2 separate regions of the Mus musculus genome follow, and region 2 is linked to region 1. Evidence: chromatin contacts called from public Hi-C data. All regions are on one chromosome and are shown on one strand. The core of a region is the stretch at or near the end of the contact, and the rest is flanking DNA. Distances in the headings are between cores, read along the strand shown.

Region 1 (3,656 bases), core at 676-3,175:
TCATAAAATGGACACATACTGAAGTCAAGATCACAGCACTGCAACAGAAAGATGTCCAAGGCATGTTGAGGGAAAATGTGAGGGATTAATGTGTAATAGTATATTTCTGCTTTTTACTCGTTTTATTTTGAAACAGTAGCTTAGATTGGCCAGGAATTCATAATCATTATGCCCTCAAGCTTCTCTAGTGCTGGCTTATGTGTGCCAATATACCTAGTTATGCTTCGTGTGTGTGTGTGTGTGTGTGTGTGTGTGTGTGTTGGATCTCACGGGATAGCCCTGGCTGCCTGGAACTCACTATCAGGCTGACCTGAACTCACAGAGATCTACCTGTCTCTACCTCCAGAGTACTGAGATGGCAGGCAGGCTTTCAAAAGTTGTTTAGCTGGATGGTGGTGACCCACGCCTTTAATCCCAGCACTTAGGAGGCAGAGGCAGGCAGATTTCTATGGGGTGAGGCTAGCCTGGTCTACAGAGCTAGATTCAGGACACCCAAGGCTACACAAAGAAACCATGTCTCAAAAAATCAAAGTTTTCTAGATTAAAAAAATAAAAATCAACATGTGATAATAAGGAGTTAAAATGCTATTTAAACAAAATGGCATCACAGTCATCCTATAAAGAGAAAGAACATCCTAGAGACACAGACTGAACTATTTAAGGATAAAATGTTTCTAAACAAGTCAAAGATGCAGATGAGCGGAGAGTCGGACTAGAGAACCGGATCACTGGCAACACTGGAGTGACCACTGCTGAGGTGAGGGAGGACCGGCTCTCACACTCTTCTCTACTCCTTCAAGTGGGCTTCCATTTCTACAATAAAAAGCTTAAAGGCGATCAGGCTGAAAACAACCTTCTGTTTCACGCAATGGTTTATGCTGGTAATCCCAACCCTTGGGAGGCAGAGGCAGGAGGATGGTTCAAAGCTAAGGCCAGCATGTGCTACAAGTGAGTCCCAGGACAGCTTTGACTAGAGACCATATGAAGACAGGCAAACAGAAAGAACAGAGGGTGGGGAGGCCACCAAAGGAGATGACAAAACGAGTGACTTCCTTAGGAAATGACAGTATGTTTTCTATAGTATTCAACCCCTGAGCCTGTGAAACTGTCCTGCTCACAGCCCCAGAGGCAGCAAGTGGGCGCTGGGGAGTCTCGGGCCCAGGCTGGGACTTCTCACAATTTACCTTTCACTTTCAAGGTGGAGGCAGCCAGCTTCTCTCCCTCCGGCCTCATGGTTGGGGGTCTGTTATGAACAAGTTTCCACCATCCGGGCTCTCCAAACTCCTGAGCACCTGACCGGAAATAAACAGGGCTTCCCACGCTGAGGCAGCCTGCTACTGTGCTCCACCACGTCGACGTCTTTTTCCTAAAGCGCAGAGAATTTCAACGCTATAGATACTTCCATTTGATCACAGCAGAGAAAGTACATTCGACATAAACTCACTGATTCCTGGCTGCCAGCTGCTGTACAGCCTGCACTGGGGGAAGAAATAGAGCACAGCAGCCCAGAGCCAGGGGTGGGATCTGCCTGCCTTTACATCCTTGCTGTGTCACCTTCCAGCTGTGGTAGTTTCTTCCTCTGAGAAACCAGGATAACAGAATTACCTTATTGGGTGGCTAAGAGATCAAATGAAGTAATTCAAACATAAAACACTTATCACAGCCAGATGCAAAGGCACTCGCATTTAATCTCAGCACTTGCAGAGGCAGAGGCAGGAATATCTCTGAGTTCAAGGTCATTCTGTTCTACAAGTCAGAGTTTCAGGACACCCGGGACTACACGAGAGATCCTGTCTCAAAAGACAACAAAACAAACAGACTAAAAGCAACCACTTCATCAATCAATCATCACAGGGGGAAAAGCTGGCTTGCTTTGTTGACTATGAGCCTGGGCATTGATGGCACAGTTAATCATTAGTCCTAGTGAATAGCTGTTGCACCCAGAGAACACATCTCTGTCTGATTCACTGTGCCCTGCCTGACATACCAGAGTGGTTCCTAGGCATGCTTCAAAGACAGCAGATATAACGAAGTAAAGACAGAGAGGCTGAAGGCCAACTATTCATCCACTAAAAATTACTTTAATGGCCACAATTTCTATGTTACAGATATAAATCAATTACCAGAAATTCTCAGAAATGAACTTTTACAGAAGGAGTACAATCTTTTGCCAAAAAAAAAAAAAAAAAAAAAAAAGCTTCAAACATGTACTAGAAAAGGAAGAGAAAACCTTTAGCAGCAAGAGCTACACTTTGGGAGAGTCTCCAATCCATATGCAAAGGCTTGATCTCAGAGTGGGGCTGCTGGGGGTGTGGACATTTAAGAAGTGTGTCTTATGGGAGGTCCTTAAGCCATTGGGCTTGCTCCCTTAGTCTCTCCCTCAGTCCTTCCCTGTCTCTCTGTTCCTGGCTCTAAAAATGACAGCTTGTTTTGACACATACTGACACCAAGATAGACTATCAGAGGCTCAGCCAAAGTGTCGCCTGATCACAGGACTGAACAGGCAAAAGGACCCTCTTTCTTTCATGAGTTAGCCCGTGACAGTGCTGAAGTTCTTTCCTTCATAAGGACCCTGCAGCAGGTAACCCGTTACAGTGACAGGAAGCTGGCAAAGCAGCTCTATCTTCCTCCCAGGCCACCTCTGGGCTCCGAGCACCTCTCCTTCATCCTCATTTTTTTAACCTTTCCAACCTATCGCACTCACTCAGAGCTAAGACGATGAGAGAAACTGTCCTTGCTTTCTCTTCACCACCCTTCCCTCAGCCCTAACACCAGTAATTCTTAATGAAAGGTCCAAAGACACCTGGTGCTCAAGCCTCTCTGAGCATGTAAGATAAAAATTATTTTTAAGCCGGGCGTGGTGGCGCACACCTTTAGTTCCAGTACTCGGGAGGCAGAGGCAGGCAGATTTCTGAGTTCAAGGCCAGCCTGGTCTACAAAGTGAGTTCCAGGACAGCCAGGGCTATACAGAGAAACCCTGTCTCGAAAAACCAAAAAAAAAAAAAAATTAATTTTAGGGGGCTGGAGAGATGGCTCAGCGGTTAAGAGCACTGACTGCTCTTCTGAAGATCCTGAGTTCAAATCCCTGCAGCCACATGATGGCTCACAACCATCCATAATGAGATCTGACGCCCTCTTCTGGTGTGTCTGAAGACAGCTACAGTGTACACATATAATAATAAATACATTTTTGGGCTGAAGCGAGCAGGGGCTGGAGCCAGCAGAGGTCTTAAGTTAATTCCCAGCAACCACATGAAGGCTCACAACCATCTGTACTGCTACAGTGTACTCACATACATAAAATAAGTAAACAAATCTTTAAAATGTAGTTTTAGAATATTAAGGTGTTTGCCTTTTCATGTTAATTTTTTACAAGTGTTTAGTAGTTTCCAATGACAATGACATGTGACAGTCAACGTACTGAATATGGAAGATGAGAACCAATCTTCAAAAAGTCAGATATTATTGAGATTTGCAAACAAAGAAAAGAATGCCACTTTTCATTTTGTTTTATCAAACACCTTTTTTCATAAAGGTGTTCTCGCTGTTCGGGGGCTGGGGGCGCATAGACGGAGGTGCAGGTGCCAACATCAGCCAATTTGTGGGACTGCATGTTCACATATGGGTCCTGGGGGCTGAGCTCAGCTCATCAGCCT
Region 2 (3,656 bases), core at 444-2,943, 53 kb before region 1:
TCACACAGCACATCGGAACTTGCAGCGCCGTGAGTCCAAGGCAGGCCGGCTGAGGCACTCAGAGGTCAGCAGCTCCTGAGGGCTTCCTGTAGGAATCACAGTGGTGACAAAGCCCTTTCACCCCTGATCCACCCACACCCACAGCAGAGCAGACCAGCCAGCAGTCTGAGGCTACACCAGGCCGAAAATAAGAGCTGTTTGGCCTATGTCATATTTACTATATGTTTTTCCTTCTTATATGTCTGTTATTGCTGTAAGGTTCATTAATATAGAAGTGACGGGTTGCCATTTTTATCTGTATAGTTCAGGGTTAAATACATTAATTGTTGTTCCTGATTCTAGAACGTTCATCTGCCCAATTTGAAACTCTAATACCAATACTCTCCTACACGCCCCCCAACAGCTAGCAACTGCTGTCTACTTACTGTCTTTATGAGCTTGAGAACTTTAGAGGCCTTGTTTAAATAAATAGAATTGTGTGTTATTTGTCCTTTTGTGTCTGGCTTATTTCACTTAACATAATGTCCTCAAGCTACAGCGTATGCTGGAATTCCCTTCCTTTTAAAGGCTGAATAATATTCCATTGTGAACAAACACCCCCTCAAAACAAACACACACACACACACACACACACACACACACACACACACACACGCACATGCACACACACGCACACACACGCACAAAGGATCTGACCCCCTCTTCTGGTCTCTGTGGGAATCTAAACAAACACAAATTAAAAATAAAACAAAAAAAATGCATATACAAATAACACTTCAAATCTCTCTTTTTATTGAGTATGGGTCCAAGAGTAGAACGGTTGGGCCCCCGTGATGTTACCCTTTGTTTCGTTATGAACAGTGGCACTGTTTTCCATAGCTGCTGTATGGTTTACATTCTCACTGAGCACACACGGGCTCCCGTTTCTCTCCCTCCTCCTGGCACCAGTTATTTTCTGTCTGTTTTGTTTTGATAGTTGCCGTCCCCACGGTTTTGATTTGCATTTTGCTGATAATCAGTTGTGATTCTTTCATCAGGTCTGTACTACGGTTTAGGTGTGCTTCCAATAAGCTGTTGACATGAGATTTTTGGAGCTCTTACAATTGCCAATTGATGGCTTCGCGACAGTTTGCAGGGAGAGCAGGGCATGTCCACCAGATACCCGAGTGCTCCTATCCGTTCTCAGAAGTACTGCCTGCGGCCTTCGGCCTACGGCCTGCTGCCTGACCTGGGGGTCAGGGTGAGGGGCACGTTTTTGTGTCTCCACCCTCACTCAGTTTGTCTCAGCTACCAGGTCTTCAGGCCAGGACTCACCCAACCCAACCCTGCACACCTTCTGCCCAACCCTGAGGCCTTCTGGAATCTTCCACTACCACTCTAGGGACCACATCTGGCCTCTCCACACACTTCTCATAATCATCTCTGAACACCAGCCAAAAAATATTTGCCAAGCAAATTAACAGAAAGGAGCCTTTCCCTGTAAAGCTGAGAGAGCCAGCCAAGAATCTGGGCATGAAAGCAGCGAAGGCTTGAGCCGTGCCAGGCTCTTTTGCAGCTGTGGTCCCGTGCCCCTTGCAGGGCGCCGCCCACGTTTCTGGCGCTGAGCTCTGATCGAGAACTGTTTACTGTGGCTTCCAGAGGTGACAGAGTCAGAGGAAGGGTGAAACCATTCTTAGTTGCAGTAATTGCGCAAATGGGCCAAGGCTCCTCTGATGACTAAGCCCTTAGCAACACCTTCAGGGAGAAGCGGGTGGGCCCAGGGCTCTCCCACGGTTTGTCACAGTTAACCAGGAAGTGTGGATGAAGACACCAAGCCTTGGGAGACAAACAGGAGACCTCGCCTGCCTGAGAAGCTGAGCAGAACCTTCAAGGCCTCCCCCTTGGCTGTACCCACAGAATCCCCCAGTCTCCGCCTGGGAGCAGATACCTAAGGGTGCAAGGGATTTGAAGTCTGGTCTTCAGACTTGCACAGTTGCTGGCCTCTCGAGGTCATTTTCCACCTCTGCTAGGCAAGAAATCCTCTCAGGGCCCCAGTGGTTATGAAAAATCCTTCCTACTGCCCTAAGGTCTTGCTGGTCCTTATGTCTGCTCTACCTCAGTAACCCGGTGTGCTGTGTAGGCATATGTAAAAGACAGCTACAATCTTGTTGTTGGTTTTTTTTTAAGATTTATTTATTTATTTATTTAATGTAAGTGCACTGTAGCTGTCTTCAGACACTTGTTAAGGATGGTTGTGAGCCACCATGTGGTTGCTGAGATTTGAACTCAGGACCTTCAGAAGAGCAGTCAGTGCTCTTAACCACTGAGCCATCTCTCCAGCCCCGGACAGCTACAATCTTAAACATGAGCCTGACTAATAAACCTTGTTGGTGTCTTGGTCTCATGGGTGTCCATCTAGGAACTGGTGCCTGCAAGGGGAGATGAGTGTAGAGACTCATACCAAGTGTTCGTATATACTTGCTACAAGTCAGGTTTGTTTTTTTTTTTAAGAATTAGTTATTCACTTTTTCATGTATATGAGTACACTGTAGCTGTCTTCAGACACACCAGAAGAGGGCATTGGATCCCACTACAGATGGTTGTGAGCCACCATGTGGTTGTTGGGAATTGAACTCAGGACCTCTGGAAGAGCAGTCAGTGCTTTTAACCGCTGAGCCATCTCTCCAGCCCACAAGTTGCGTTCTAAACTATTGATCTTCCTTTTCTTTATTCTTTTATTGGAGTATGGGTAGTGTGTGTGTGTGTGTATGTGTGTGTGGGTGATGGTAGTGGTGGTAGGGGTAGCTCTGGCTAGCCTGGAACTTGCTACATAGACCAAGTTGGTCTTGAACTCACAGATATCCACCTGCCCTTTCCTCCCAAGGTATGCACCATCACACTTCATTTTAAAACAAGAAACAAAAAACCATCAGGATGAAAGAAGTTGATATTTATTGAGCATCTGTGGAACACTATACACAACCAAGTCACACACACACAACCATTCAGTCCCACAGCAACACTAGGAAGCCACTACTCCTAAAATCATACCCTTTGTGTCAAATGAGGACCCAGGCAGGCAAGGACAAGATCTCTGCCCTGGGATGCCCAGTAGCTGGCAGGGCAGACAGGCCTGCACCCTGGGGCTTCCTGTACAGCCCTATGCCCTAATGGGCATCTGTTAATGAATTATAACTTAGCACAGTGAGAAAATAATCAGAAGGTCTGGAGAGATGACTCGGTGTTAAGAACACTAGCTGCTCTTCCAGAGGCCTGGGTTCAATTCTCAGCACCTGCTCAGCACCTACATGGCAGCTCACAACAGTCCATAACTCTAGTTCCAAGGGATCTGTCACCTTCTTCTCACCTTTGAGGGCACCAGGCACATATGCGGTTTACATACATGCAAGCAAAATCTTCATGCACATAAAATAATAAAATAATTTAAAAAAAATTTTTTTTGGAAGAAGGTATTCAAGAGTATTGCTTTCACTCTCCCCTGGGGCTTCAGGTGACCAATTTTATTTCTCTCTTTTGTTATAAGCCAAATAAAAGTAAATTCTAGTCCCTAGGTGACATTTCTTCTTTTGAATCTTTGTTGAAACTAAAAATAGTTCAAATTGCTCCAAGGCCCTGGACCTCATCTGAGTGACTGAAACACTGCCGTTGCTCAGTTA

Evidence for each region. A called contact is a pair of places that touch in the nucleus more often than the background predicts.
Region 2: a contact with region 1 is called in a Hi-C map of the AML12 cell line, with 2.0 times the contacts expected there. The contact joins two enhancer-like sites. A contact is called at or near these places in 1 of 15 datasets of contacts at CTCF or cohesin (the NIH/3T3 cell line), 11 of 484 Hi-C or Micro-C datasets (3T3-L1-derived adipocytes, the AML12 cell line, ECoMG-derived neutrophils and 8 more), 2 of 115 datasets of contacts at active chromatin or transcription factors (embryonic stem cells and pancreatic cancer cells) and 3 of 9 other capture datasets (adipose tissue, liver and pancreatic islet).

What each region holds. Positions count from the first base shown.
Region 1 is chr2:144,386,885-144,390,540 of GRCm38.p6, reverse strand. Kat14 (lysine acetyltransferase 14) reads right to left here. Exons shown (of 11, transcript NM_181417.3): 5 at 1,185-1,366. Among named protein-coding and RNA genes, the nearest start is that of Kat14, 20 kb to the right of the region's middle. Within about 2 kb of position 1,925, at least 19 of the 459 cell types and tissues checked have an H3K27ac peak or open chromatin away from gene starts, as enhancers often do. A contact at or near this core is called in the AML12 cell line, where this site is marked.
Region 2 is chr2:144,439,543-144,443,198 of GRCm38.p6, reverse strand. No RefSeq gene overlaps it. Among named protein-coding and RNA genes, the nearest start is that of Gm46768, 21 kb to the right of the region's middle. Within about 2 kb of position 1,693, at least 99 of the 459 cell types and tissues checked have an H3K27ac peak or open chromatin away from gene starts, as enhancers often do. A contact at or near this core is called in the AML12 cell line, where this site is marked.